2 separate regions of the Ovis aries genome follow, and region 1 is linked to region 2. The links are chromatin contacts, called in public Hi-C maps. All regions are on one chromosome and are shown on one strand. Each heading gives the region's core, a stretch centred on a gene start, on an enhancer-like site or on the middle of the called end of the contact. The rest is flanking DNA. Distances are from core to core; before and after follow the strand shown. Region 1 overlaps IGF1R (insulin like growth factor 1 receptor). Region 2 overlaps IGF1R (insulin like growth factor 1 receptor).

Region 1 (7,343 bases), core at 3,430-5,929, 48 kb before region 2:
CGCTAAAATGTTATTTACAGAGGAAACATCATTTTTCTCCCCCCAAAGACAATAAATGGCTACTGTATTCATGATCCAACAGGTCAGACTGGCTGCCTCTCAGCAGAAAAACACTTTGAGAGAGCTATGCGACATCCACTCTGCGATGGTCTAAACAGGAGCGTGGCGAGGGGGCGTGTGGCGTGCAGGAAGAAGGCCCTCCAGCTCTGCGTCGGGTTTCTCTCCTCTAAAATCCCTTCCTGGGCAACTCGAGAGTCTACAGGGTGAATCCCAAGCCCACAAAATGAAGTCCAGTGCTGACAGTCTCTAAGATTCTCTCTGGCCAGTGTGCGTGTGTGCAAACCACCCCGGATCACAGGGGCTAGTCTATGTTTTTTTGCATATTGTCCCTTATCAAAAGCCAATGGTGGAGAGAGCATTTACCTTCATAACCTGATCCAGCCACACAGAGGCACACCGTTTTTAAAAACAGTTTTACATACAAGGTTAGGTGAGAAACTCACCATTCAGAGGCAAAACCTTCAAGCAGAAGTCATATAACCAATATAAGATTATAATTATACTGTCCTAAATTTAAAAAGTAGCTATCAATTCAGGGAGGCAGTCTCTCTCCATTTTTCATGCTGTGCTGGGACCAGGATCCAGGTTGGGGGCCCATGGCCACAGGGGCTGCAGCTGAGCCTCCCTGCCCTCAGACCTCCCCTCCACCCCGGAGACTCAGGGCTAGGCTCACTCCCTCCCAGGGCTGGAGAGGACCAGCTCTCCCCTGGAAAACAATCCAACAGTCTGCCTGAGCATTAAAGATGCTTAACTCTGTGTATTCTGTAAGCCCCTCTTTAAAATCTAAGCGAAAAGCCATTTATAAACGTTTATACACAGATAGATGCTACTGAAAATTTACTAATACGAATCTGCCTCACTACTGCCTTTGAAGATGTCCAGGTGTCGGTTTAAGAGGCCTGCGTGAAGTGAGGAGGGGCCACGAACAGAAGCCACCGCGCAGTGTGGGAGGTCGCACTCACAGGAGGCTCTCTCCCCGTTGTTCCTGGTGTTTATGTCGCCTTTGCTCTGGCGCCCCTTAGTCCCCGTCACTTCCTCCATGCGGTAAATCTCCGAGACACACAGCTTGGGATTGAACGCGAAGTACATTTTCCCAGCTTTGATGGTCAGGTTGCGGTGGTCCCAGTCCCACAGCTGCTGCAGGTTCTGGTTGTCAAGGACGTAGAAGGAGTAGTTCCTGGAAGCAGAGAGATCAGCCTCAGACCCGTACCCTTTGCCTCCTCCAGCCGCCCTGCTCTGGGACTCTTCACCACCTGGCTCCAGAAAACAGCGCCTCTGCCGATCAGACATGGAATTAACAGTATCTAAGCAGGAAGAGTCCCTGTTAACAATGGCAACAATATGATTCAAGGATAATGTCAAAACAGATAAAACACTAATTTGATAACCCCGATTAGGCTTCTCAGACTAGAGGCTGCTACTCAAATCATTCTCTAGAAACGCCTCTGGTTATTTCTCTCAAGCAGAGTATGTACAACGCACTTGAAATCAGTCCGCGGGAGAACAGATATGCTCTGTTACTCAACCGGAACAGCTTACATATTTGCTGTAGAAAGCCTGCCATTATCCTCGGGGTTAAATCCTATCCCATCCCCTCCGTGCAGCTCAGCGGGGAGGAGAGGAAACGTCAGTGCCTCCTCCAGATGCAGCCCACCCTGAAAAGTCTCCACTTTGGTCACTGGAGAAGGTGGGGGAGAAGAAATGGCCCCTGAAGGGCAACTCCCCAGGCCACCCATCCAGGCGACAGCAACTCAGTGTCCAGCAAGTTCAGGGCACCAAACCTGATTTTCAGAGGGCTGGGGGCTGGGGGCTGGGGGCTGGGCCCCACCCTGGGGTTTTCTCCTGAGCAGGCCTAGGGGGTTGAGGATCTGCATTTTTAACCAGAGCTCAGGGGATGATAACGCTGTACGTGCTGGGGTCACACCTGGAGAGGCACTGGTCTAACAGATGCGCTACATGCCCAGCGCATACTGTACTGAGCTGAGCACCATGAGGGGCGGGGGCTCCAAAGCTGACCAGGCTAGACGTCCATCCGGGTGGGTGGACCCAGAAGCAGCAGACACGGCTGCCTCTGAAGGCGAGGCGGGGGGACAGCCAGCCTGGGCAGCCGCTAGCCTGGGTCTCCCTAGAAACCATCCCCGCCCCCACCACCTCGGGGCAGCAGGCGAGCGGACAGCTCCAGCCCGGGGTCTGCACGCCTCTGCACACCAGGCGGGCAGGGTCCTGGCACCGACCGGTCTGCTCCCCGGAGACCTCAGGCCCCTCCCCTGCCTGCCCCCGCCCCAGCCTGTTTCCTTCTGGGGTTTGCTCCAGCGCCCTCTACAAAACTGAGTCTAGGCACTGGTGCCACCTGGTGTGTGGTTTCCAAGACCCACTCAGGGATCCAACACACAGAGCAGAGAAGAACCCCGGCCCCCGTTCCCAGGGCAGGACGGACCAGGCGGAAGCCCAGAGCGCTTCTCTGCCCTGGGGCGGGGTGCGCTGGGCACCTCCTGGCGCCCGGTGAGGTTTGGACCTCGACCCGCCAGTCAGCCCACAGGCTAAGCTAAGCGGAAGCCCGGGTCCCGCCCACACGTCTCCCCGTCTCCCCCGGAGTTCCCGGGGCATTCCGAGACGGGGTCCAGGACGAGCAGTGCGGTCCATGAGCTGCGCGCACGCACGCAGGTCCTCAGCTCTTTCTGCAGTTCCATCCGTCACTCACGGGTCAGCAGGCGGAGGAACGGCGTCACCCGAGCGCCCTGCGGGCCTGCCGCGCCCAGGGGGCACCTGCCCCAGCCTGAGGCCCAGCCCCGCAGGAGCCCTGGGCTGCACCCCGCGGGGCCGGGGTGGATGAGGGGCACAGGGAGCCCGCGGGCCCAAAGGCGGCAGCTCGGGGCCAAGAGGGGCTCCTTTCAGACCCACCTGAGGCCTCAGATACATCCAGGGCCACCCAGTCAGGCGGCAGAAATGGTCAGGCCAACAAATCCTTTTCTTCCAGCGAGAGCTTGCTCCCCAACATAGGAATATGCTGGAAAATGGATGTGAAATATTGTCCAAAGGAACCGAGGCTCAGGCTAGGCAACACAAGGCCACGTGTGCGGGCGGGTGTTCCCCATGCCCCTCCTCCCTGTGTCTGATCCTCCCTTGCCAGGCTGCTGGGGCCGCTGCCTGGAGGAGGGGTGTCCGCAGGTGGAGTCGGATGCCTGCCATTACGGGCCGTCGGGCTAGTCCCAGCTCTGAAGGATGCTCTGAGGTGTCAACACAAACCCTGTGGGTCTGGCGGCTCCCAGGCGCCCAGGTCGGAACCGCTAGGGACAAAATCTCCTTGTTGGTGCAGAAACCTCTGAGCCGGGAGTAAAGGCCAATTACCCAGGTCAAACTTCTGACTCAACCTAAGATGAGGCTTTTATTTTAGTAAACTAATTTCACTAGCAGGGAACATAACCCGACCGAAAATACCTTCTGAACAAAACATCTTCTCCCCAGGGGAGGGAGCATGAATTATAAATCAGGAATTTGACAAATGAATGGCAGGCACACTGAAATTCTGTGTATGTGATTAATCACTTTGAAAAGCGAGATTATCTTTCTACAGTAAACATAAACATTTTTTAACAACACTGAGAAGGCCTGGAGCCAGGATACCAATATCAATAAAACCCGGTCGTTATGGAGCTGGAGTAAGCGACAGAAAATAAAAATAAAACCCTCCTCACAATAATAACCAAGCCATTCACGAGCTGCCCGTCAATACTGTTCTTGTTTTCCCAGCCACAGCTGGCGCCCCACTGCCCTCACATTCCTGCCAAGATCAGGTGAGGATTAAGAGGTAGGAAAAGGCAGAAACTTGTCTGCACATCTTCAACACTCACATAAACACACTTAGATTTTATTGTTTCCTAAAGGAACTGGCTGTTTAACTCAATTGTTCCATAAATGTGATTTCCTAATTGTTTCTAAGATGACTGCCTTCACATTCAAAATGTATTTTTAAAAACTATCTGGTTATTTTTCTGTCCCTTACGCAGACTCCGTGGTGCCTGGATTTTATCTGTGTTAGTGTCCTGTCCTTAGCTCTTCTTAATCGTTGCAAAAAATGTTTGTTCCTATGCTTGGAGGGGGGGCCCCCATGGGAGGTTATCTCCTTGAAGACATCCACATATTACCTGCATCAACATTCTACATGCCCAGCGCATACTGTACGCCTGTTTTCTGTATGGCCCCAGTCTCAGGGCTCTCTTTCCTCTGAGTTGTCACCACCACCACCTCCCCGCCTGCTCAGATGAAGGGCAGGAAGGACCAGGAAGCAGAGGAAGGTACAGCGCTGGGGATTCTCCTCGTACTTAGAAGACAACGCCAGGTCCAGGGCTGGAGCGTCATCTCCAGTCTTACTAGGCAGCAACTCTAGGCAAAGCATTTCTTCAGCTTCTCCCCAGCTGGGACAGATGGGGCTGGGGGGAGGGCGGGGCAGGAATGAACACTCTCCCCGTTTCCAAACTTCACTGACAGACTGGAAAAAAGCAATCACCATTCCCTTTATTTCTCAGAGAAAAAAACCGCAGCCTCTTCCCTGCGGTCTCTAGGGGGCATCAGAACCCAGCACATGGAGGCTGTCTCCAGCACTCCGCAGCCGATGGAGGGCTTGGTCTTTGCACAGAGGCTGCCTCTAATCCGTCGTTTGCAACAGACTGCTTTCGACTACGTCCAAATCTCCTCCGAAGTTCAATATTTACACCAGCCTCAGGGGTTCAGCAAGGGTAGGAATTTATATTCACGTGTCTCTAGAACCAAACAGATACTCTAAAAATGTTTCCTCTTTGAGTGTTTTAAAAACAGCTTTACTGAGGTATAATTTATCTACCCAAAAAATCCAGTCATTGTAAGCTTTTACAGTTCCGGAGCTCAGTAAACTCACACAGGGGTGCAGCCATCCCCACGAGGCAGTGTCGGAGCCTCTCCACCCCTCCTCGCTCTCAGCACTTCCAAAGCTCTTCGTTCCCAGTGGTGCTCAACCTCTGATTCCACCCCCAGCCCTTCACGGCTTTCTGTCTCCACAGTTTTCCCTTTTCCAGAAATCACCCATTAATGGAATCTACAACGTGGAGTCTCTCGTGTCTGGCTTTTTTTCACTGAACCTGATGTTTCTGAGGTTCACTCCTGTTGTGACACTATTGTTGGGCAGGAGCCCATTGCGCCACGTTTTATTTATCCACTCATCTGCTGATGGACATTTGGACTGCTTCCAGTGGGGCTTTTATTTGCTGTGGGGCGAGGGGGGATGGTATCATGAATAATACGCCTATGAGTCTTGTGGGGGCATGTTTTCGTTTCTCTTGGGTAGATACTGGGGTAGATCCTGGAACTGCTGAGTCACACGACTGAGTGTACATTTTTTGGAAGTGCCAAAGACGTGTTAAAGTACAGCCATGTTGCAACCTAATCTTAGAGTTGCAAGAAGATAGGACAAAGCACAGAGCGTTGCAAAGCCGAGTGGTAGAGACTTGAGTAGAGACGCCTGACTGCATCCAAGACTCCGATCCTTATAACCCACCACCTCCGTCTAACTCTTATTCTTTTCAGGGCGACTATCCTAGGTGGCACCAACAAATCTGAGATTTTAACTCATTTATCTGATGCTATCACAAAACAGGGTTGTTCAAAATTTTTTCAGATAACAGAAATATCTTCTTTTTCAAGGGCTTACAAATTAGCCATTTCATAGAAATCTTGTACATGTGTATTCCAAAATTCACTTCCTTCCAAAACAGCAGAACTTTGGTCTTCATGTCTAAGGCTCCAGAAACACACCACCTTACACAGAGTGATGTCCTCAAGGAAGTGCTGGCCACCTGAATTCTGCTGGCTTAACTTTAGACTGCCTATGTTGTCTGGCCCCTTTATCCAGAGACAAGCAGCCCTGCCACCTGTTCCCATGTGATTTTGCCGTGTCCATCACGGTCCTGGACGTCAGATTCTAGAATCAGCTCACTCTGAGTGAGGAATAAGAGGTCTACTCCAGGTAACGCTCTTGAATTTCACATTCTGGACTTGACTTTGTAGTCTGGGCTACTCAGGAGACATTTGGGGACAGGTCTCAGTTGCAGTTTGGAAAGCAAAGGGTGAGACATAAAAAGGATGTATGTACTACCAATCTGTCTGTCCAGCATCAAAACAAAAGGCTGTAAAACTTTCTTCCCAGTGGACCAAGTGGAAGCACTTATTTGGTCATGAGAGGTATAAGAAAAATCATACTTTAAGACAACAGTGGGACAAGAAAATATCTAGGCAAAAAATCAAAGTTTGGGGACATGCTTATGAGAAGAAGAAATAAAGGGGTAAAGCAGCGGTTTCCAATTTGGCCACACACTGAAATTACCTGGCAATCTTTAGAAAAGCACTGATGCTTGGATCCCACCCTTAAAGGTTCTGAATGAATTGGGATGGACTACAGCTTGCACATCAGGATTCCTTAAAAGCCCCTGATGACTCTTATATATTGCAAAGTGTGGGAACCCCTGGGGTAAAAGTCATCCTGGCTTACAGCAAAAGCACATGGAAGTGAAAGGTTCTACTAACACTCGGGTAACTCAAACGTCCTGAGTAGGCTCCACTGCCTATCCAAATTAGAACCTCCACACCTGGATGCATAGCAGCTTACGTAATCCTAATGCCACCTACCTCTCCAGCATTTTTTGCCAAACAGGTCCCAGGACGCCCCAGCTCGTTGCCTCTGCTGCTGCTGGCCTGAAACGCCTTTCTTCACCCTCTGCTCTCTGAGCGTTTCCGGAAACCCCCCAAGGCCGTCTCCAAAGCCACCTCTTCTCAGAAGCCTGTCTGATCTTTCTTCATCAGAAATCGGACTCTTTGTGATGCCCATGGCATGCTCCTTTTCTTTCCCTGTGGCTCTCTGCAAAGTTCACTCAGCACTGCTGGCATTCATTGACTCTTCCTTTCCCTTCTTTTTTAAGGTTTGAGTGGAAGATTGGCTCTTTTTAAAGTTTACTGTGCATTCTTTGTAGTTTTAGGTGTACATATAGTGATTCATAGTTTTTACGGTTCACTTTTTTGGCCACACCACGTGGCTTGTGGGATCTTAATTCCGTGACCAGGGATCAAAACTGCATCCCCTGTATTCCTAACCACTGGACCACCATGGAAATCCCCACAGTTTTTACAGGTTATAGTCCATTTGTAGTTATTCTAAAAGATCAGCTATGTTCTCTGTGTTGTACATTTTATTCCTGTAGCTCATTTTATACGTAATAGTTTGTACCTCCTAATCGCCTATCCTTATACTCCCCACC
Region 2 (7,267 bases), core at 1,455-3,954:
TTCACAGAGGAGGGAAGACAGGCTCAGAGGGTCGGTCATGTGGCCAGGGTGCCAGTGTGTCTGGCTCCGGAGCCCGGGGTGCCATTGTATGACATTATATGACTCAGGCTGGGGGATGCCGTGAAAGTAAAAGACACCCCCGAGGCCCTGGAGGACACAACCCAGGCCAGCGTGGGGGTCCCCAGGTGCTGAGGATGAGGCTCACAGGGGGAGAGGGGGAGAGGCCAGAGCCGCGGGGAGGGGCGGGCTGGAGCCGGCTCTGGAAGCTGGACTGGGTGGGCCTGGGGGGCACCCAGAACTGGGGAGGCTGGTCAGGAGTGGCCGCGGGAGCCGCACCCAGCCAGGGGCGCTGAGGGGTCTGGAGGTGGGTGCGGGGAGGGCTACGGCCAGATCAGCACGAGCTCCGGGCGGGCCCCGGGGAACCTGACCCTGGGGTGGGATTAAAGGTGATTCCAAACCTCCACCGAGGTCGGCAGAGCCGCCAGGGCTCTCCTGCTCTTCCCAGCCCCCGCTCTATCTGAACAGGAGACAGCCGCTTGGCTCCCGACCCGCCTGCCCTGGCGTCCTCCTGCAGGGAAACAGGCTTTGGTTATTCAGACGTGACTTACTGGCACGGAGAGGCTGTTGGCATGGAAAAACGAACAGGCTGACCTGGCCACAAGAGCAGGTGACAGAGAAAGCCAGCAAAAGATGAGCTCAGCGTGCCACTCCGAACCAGGAGGAGGCCCGCGGGAAGGGGCCACGAGAAGGAGGGTTGAGCAGAGGCCAGTTGGGCACCTCCAGGGGCCCCGCAGGGAGGCAGGCACGTTTCCTGGGGAGCTTCCCTAGGCCTCACAAGCCTGCGCGGGGCGTTACTCTCTCCATCTCACCCCGGGGGGACACCGAGGCTTACAAAGGAATGGCCCCCGCGAGCTTAGGAGGGCCAAAGCGGGGGCTCAGAGCGTGACAGCACCCTGCCTGAGACTGCAGTGCCTCTCTGCCTGCCTTCGCCCTGTCTGAAACTTCACACGGTGGGGCGACAATGCCACCCAGAACCTCAGGGGCCCCAAGGCTGGGCGGAACTCTGCCCTGGCCCCTCTCCCAACCCACAGCGCCCTGAGACCCCTCCTCTCAGGAAAATTATCCTCGTTGCGGAGTACAAAGGGACAGCGAGAACAGGGGGAGAGAGACAGGGAAATCCAAATCGGATGGGATGGGTAAGTTGAAATGGGACATGTTTCCTAGGGTTTAAGTGGCCTGGAAGCTGCTCTTGCAAATCATGACGACCACCACGTACCATTCCTTATATTTATATTTGCAGTGTTATCTTCCCCTCCTTTCATTCCCGGTAAGCACCTCACACGCCCCACTGCTGACAAAGTACACAGGCTGCAGGGCTGACATGGCTCGCCCCATGGCTACAGCTCTGCTGTGTTTCTGCAGTTACTATAAACCAAGAAGCAGAGGCTTTCTGTGACTGTGATTCAGGCCCGAAGGAGGCCTAATCACTCAGCAAACCAGAACCTCAAAATCATTTATTTACTGTTGACGGGGCTTCTCACAAAATGTCCCAAAACAAGCTCTCTTTATAGAGCACTCTTCCTTTCTTTTGAAAAGAATCGTTAAGCAAGACTGGATATCATCTGGAACAGCGGCTCCTAAAAAGGTGGCGGGGCGGGGCATTTTTGAACCGAATGCCACATGCTCTTGCTGGATTTTGCCATTCTGCCTGCGTTTTCTGCTCAGAGCCTCTGTAGCGTAACAGAGAAGCTTCAGACACTGAAGCTGCTCCCGGCCGCGCAAACTCCAGTCCGCATCTTCCAGGCAGCCCTGTCACAAATAATTCCTGTCCACTACGCCCCTATCACACTGAATACAACCACATTGTGCAGCTGGAAATGGGAAACCTGATTCAGACCACAGAGGAAGGTACAAAAACATTGAGCTCAACACAATGCTGTCTTTCTTGCGTGTGCTGCTGGTGATGGTATAGCAACAGATCTCAAACCTACTAGTGGGTGAGAGATTCAAGACCCGTTTTGGAAGGAAACGCAGAATTACAAGAGCATTCCAAGCATCCCAAAACAGTCACAACAACAACAACCAAAAACCCACCCAGTCCTTCCAGAGCTGCGCCAGTTTCGTGTGCAGTGTTCCTAACCAAAATCCGTCTAGCCCAAGCACGCAATTTAAAAAGGAAGCACGATCGCCGCAGAAAATGGTGCATGTTGACAAAGCGTGACTTGTCCCACATGGGCAGGAATCAAAGGAAAACCAGCCTGATGGTAACCCAGCCTCCTTTAGTCTGCACGATTAGCCAGAGGGAAAAGAAAGAGGCTGGCATGAGGGCAGGGGGGCGCGGGCAATGGAGGACTGGGGCCAGAAGGCCGCCCATGCCCTGCGAGATTCTGGTAAACAGCAGCCTGTAATGGCCACTGCGAGAAGGAAAACAGCCACGGAGGGAAACGTGTTTACAACTGCGGCGGTGGGCGGGAGGCCGAGCGGAGGGAGGGAGGGATTCCCCGGCTCCGCGCGCCGCTCGCTCGGCTTCGCTGAGGCCCCAGGGCTGGGTTACGCTTCGGCGCCCGCACCCCCGTTTTATTGGAGGGGGGCGCACATCTTGTTTATGGGGAAGGTTACTCCTCCTCCGCTCTGCTGATCGCTGCCTCAACACTCCCGCCGCATCCTTGCGGGATGCGCGCTTGACTGACGGCCGTGCCAGCCAGTCACCGCCCGGGCCCCTGGCTCGGTGGACTTTCCCAGCGAGCCGATTGGGCGGTGGGGAGGGCGGGTCCTCGTGATTGGCGTGCCACTCGGAGTGGAAAGTAGTAAACAACCTCGGTCCACCGCAGCCGGGAGGGCGCGGGATGCCCGCTGCTCCGGTCCTCGTCCCGAGCCCGGGCGGCCCTGAGACAAAAGGAACCCGCGGCGGGAAGACGGCCGAGGGCCCCCCAGAAAAGCAGACACAAGTGGGCGCCCTTTAGATCCCCTGGGCGAGAACTGCTGACTTGCATCCTCCCATCATTTTTGTTCAGTGGAAAACCAAAAAGGTTTTGTTTCCACAATTCTCGCTCTCCTTTTTCTTCCTACAACTTAAAAACTCCCAAAAGGGAACGGGCGAGGGCCGATTCACTTGACTCTCCCTCTTCCCCCTCCCTCCACAGTGTATACTTTTGTCTCTGCAGAAGTGATTTTAAACCCTGGTACTAAAAATTGTTTGCTTACATAATGTGCCCTTCACAGAGGTGAATTAGACGCCTTGTTAGACCTTTTCATCACAAGTTTTTGGAGCTGTGATCTCACTCAGGGCTGACCGTGTTTGGAAACATACATATAAAAAGAAACTGAGATGATGTTGTATTAAGCTCCTTTGACAAGAAATAAACAGTTAACTTGCATTTTCCATAGAGGGGGTAGTTCACCCAGGATATTGCACGCATGCCAAGGTAACTCCTGCTCTACTTTGCCTTGAATCACAATCCACTCCTCCTCCTGTCCTCACCATCCTCCTGGGACCTCAGCAAGAAAATCGGCAGCTTTCAGCATGGAGGTGCTGCTCCCCCAAGCCCGGCAGCTCCTGGGGCTGCTTCCAGGAGGGGCACGATCAACACAGAGGTCTCCAGACACTACCTTCCTGGGAGAGAGAGTCCACAGAGAGGCCTCCGGGAGCTGATGGAGAAGGGAAGGGGGCGGGGGCCTGTGGGGGGAGCTGGACACCAGAGGGATCTCCAGAACACTTGTTTGCCTGCTGACTCTACACTCTCATGGTAAGCCATGTTGCCACCCGTGGCCAGACAGCCAGACTGCTGGAGAGCTTTAAAAATAAAGATACAAAGGGCTCTTGGCAGGACGGAACTTAAGAGTGAACCTGGGGGTCCTCTGTATCACCGCCCCCCCCCCCCCCCCGCACACACACGCCCCCGGCTCCACGGATTGCCAGCCTCTGTTGTCTGCTTGCTCCAAGAGCGCCTCGCCCCCACTGCCTGCTGCGTGGAGTTAGTGCCCTCGTCCTTTCCACCCTAGACCCAGCCCCCAGGTCTGCAGCCTCCTTCCTTCCAACCAACCTCCCTTGGGGCACTCGGTTCCGGTCGCAGGCCCCAGTGCCCTCCATACACACCCTTCACGCCCTTCACTCAGTCTGCGCCTTCTGTGCTATCCCCTGCCAGCCCGGGAGAGGCCGCTGTTCTCCACCGCTTCCCGCCCCTGCCTCCCGCGCCTCTCAGTGCCCCTGATGGCCTGGCCAATACTGCGTGCAGACTAGGATCGCAGCTCTGGCCGCCTGGTGAGACACTGAACTTCCCGAGGGCAAAAGTGGTGTCGGCTTCTGATGTGTACGGAGATGCAGGCCTGCGATAAGCATGCTCTGGACTTGCGCACCTCTGCACACGGTCCTCAGCCTCTCTCCGCCCCCAGCTCACTTAGCGCGTGCTTTCGGAGCTGGCGTCTGGCTGACACGTACTCGTTCAACCCCCGACCCCCAAGGTGGAGGCCCTGGCAGTTCTGTCCCTCTATGGTTCTCTGCACACACGCAGCTGTTCATGCCGTCTCCTCTGCCACTCAGGCCCTTTTCTGTCCTCCTGAGAAGAGGCAAATTCTTTTTCAGCCTAAAAAATGCTCCCTACCTTGCGCAGAACTTTCACCAGCTCCTGCCACCCCTTCCCCCAGAGCATCTCAGAGAGAGAGGCCTCCAGGTATCTGCTCCTCTCTCCGCCTGGCCGGGACACAAGGACAGTCCGACAGCTGGCGTGGTGTACGCAAGAACCAAGAACTGAAAGGCAAATCCACAAAGTGCTTTCCTCCCCACCAGGTGTCCATAGACCGGTCCATTCTGGTCTCCAGACGTGACAGTGCACACACTTTCAAGCTGGCTCCGCCACAGGGTCCTTCCCCAGTGCCTCTCCCTGAAGACCCCGCCTAGTCTGACTGTGGGCGGGCTCCTCCTGCCCTTTCAGCTCTCTTGCTCAGATGCCACTTCCACCCCCACCACGCGCACCTCCTGGCCACTATTACACAGACCTGCTTCATTTTCATCATGAGATTTAACTACCATCCTTCCTATCTGATTACCCACTTGCTGGCTGTATAGTCTGTCTTCTTTTTCATCTGCTGGGTTCACAACCTCATCTCCAGCGGACCTCAAGCCAAAGCAACGGACAGTATAGGAGGCTCCACTCAGCAGCACATTCAGGCAAAGGAAGATGAGTTTTCTGGGAGGATTTGCCTCAGAACCCTCAGTCTGACACTCACGGAACCATACAAGGTAGGGACAGGACTAAGCTCTGGGGCCCCACTTGACCCGAGGAGTCCCCGTCGTCCTGAGAATCCCAGATTCTGCAGCTGGAACCAGGGGTCCCTCTTTGCTCCCTGTGTAACATGTTACATGTATCATCCATTATATAAATTTCCCCAACAAATACAGATTAATGGTGGGGCAGGGGAAATTATTATTGACAAACTTAGCACTTTCAACAATAAAAATTTTTTAAAAGTCTGGCATAGGTAACAACTTTGTAGCTCAGAAATGAAAAAAATATATATATATTAGTATATCAGATACAACATAGAATCTGCCTTCCCATACTTTGCTTACAGTATTTGACAAATATGAATGTTTTTATTTTTGCCTTTCACTCAAGTAAGAGATTGAGAAAAGGCAGAGGAACCAGAGATCAAATAGCCAACATCCATTGGATCAGAGAAAATCAAAAGAATTTCAGAAAAATATCTACTTCTGCTTCATTGACTATGCTAAAGCTTTTGACTGTGTAGATCACAACAAACGAAAATTCTTCAAGAGATGAGAATACCCTTACCTGACTCCTGAGAAACTTATATGCTGGTCAAGAAGCAACAGTGAGAACCAGACATGGAACAACAGACTGGTTCAAAATTGGGAAAGGAGTGCATCAAGGATGTATATTGTCACTCTGCTTATTTAACTTATATGCAGAGTAAACCATATGAAATGCCAAGCTGGATGAAGCACAAGCTGGAATCAAGACTGCCGGGAGAAATATCAATAACCTTAGATACGCAGATGACACCACCCTTATGGCAGCAAACGAAAAAGAACTAAAGAGCCTCTTGATGAAAGTGAAAGAGGAGAGTGAAAAAGCTGGCTTAAAACTCAACATTCAGAAAACTAAGATCATGGCATCTGGTCCCATCACTTCATGGCAGATAGATGGGAAACAATGCAATCAGTGTGATAGACTTTATTTTTTTGGGCTCCAAAATCATTGCAGATGGTAATTGCAGCCATGAAATTAAAAGACGCTTGCTTCTTGGAAGAAAAGCTATGACAAATCTAGACAGTCTATTACAAAGCAGAGACATTACTTTGCCGACAAAGGTCCATATAGTCAATGCTGTGGTTTTTCCAGTAGTCATGTATGGATGTGAGTGCTGGACCACAAAGAAGGTTGAGTGCCACAGAATTGATGACTTTGAGCTGTGGTGTTGGAGAAGACTCCTGAGAGTCCCTTGGACTACAAGGAGATCCAACCAGTCCATTCTAAAGGAGATCAGTCCTGGGTGTTCTTTGGAAGGAATGATGCTAAAGCTGAAACTCCAATACTTTGGCCACCTCATACAAAGAGTTGACTCATTGGAAAAGACTCTGTTGCTGGGAGGGGTTGGGGGCAAGAGGAGAAGGGGACGACAGAGGATGAGATGGCTGGATGGCATCACCGACTCAATGGACATGAGTTTGGGTGAGCTCCAGGAGTTGGTGATGGACAGGGAGGCCTGGCATGCTGCGATTCATGGGGTCGCAGAGAGTTGGACACGACTGAGCAACTGAACTGAGCTGAACTCCTGCATTGCAGGCAGATTCTTTACTGTCTGAGCTACCAGGGAAAACCTTTATTACCTATTACATCGTGGATGGATATTTGAGTTATTTTCCATCTATTGCTATTCCAAACAGTTGAATAACTTTGCACAATAGTCACTTTGCATGTGTGTAAGTATGTATGGGGTAAATGCCCCTCCCAAAGTTGCTGAGTCAAAGGGTACATGTATTTATAACAAGAGATACTGCCCAGTTCCCCTCCACAGAGACAGTACCATTTTGCAGTCCTCCCAGCAACTTGGGGCTGTTTTCCTGCAGGTTTGCCAACAATGTGTGTTATCAAACATTTTGAATTTTTTCCAATATGAGGTAAAAAAAAAAATGATATCTCTGTGTTGTTTTAATTTCCATTTTTTATGAGTGAGATTAAAACTTTTTTTTTCCATTGCTTAATAGTTACGTGTATTTCCTTTTCTATGAATTATCCATTCAATA

What was found. Hi-C and Micro-C count contacts between places; a contact is called where the count stands out from the background.
Region 1: a contact with region 2 is called in a Hi-C map of tail adipose tissue, with 2.7 times the contacts expected there. The contact joins two enhancer-like sites. A contact is called at or near these places in 4 of 16 Hi-C or Micro-C datasets (hypothalamus, skin fibroblasts and tail adipose tissue).

Annotation. Positions count from the first base shown.
Region 1 is chr18:7,447,842-7,455,184 of ARS-UI_Ramb_v3.0, reverse strand. IGF1R (insulin like growth factor 1 receptor) reads right to left here. Exons shown (of 21, transcript XM_027957015.2): 6 at 1,023-1,237. Among named protein-coding and RNA genes, the nearest start is that of PGPEP1L, 130 kb to the left of the region's middle. Within about 2 kb of position 4,679, at least 24 of the 54 cell types and tissues checked have an H3K27ac peak or open chromatin away from gene starts, as enhancers often do. A contact at or near this core is called in hypothalamus and tail adipose tissue, where this site is marked.
Region 2 is chr18:7,397,643-7,404,909 of ARS-UI_Ramb_v3.0, reverse strand. All of the region lies in intron 2 of IGF1R (insulin like growth factor 1 receptor), which reads right to left. Among named protein-coding and RNA genes, the nearest start is that of PGPEP1L, 180 kb to the left of the region's middle. Within about 2 kb of position 2,704, at least 46 of the 54 cell types and tissues checked have an H3K27ac peak or open chromatin away from gene starts, as enhancers often do. A contact at or near this core is called in hypothalamus and tail adipose tissue, where this site is marked.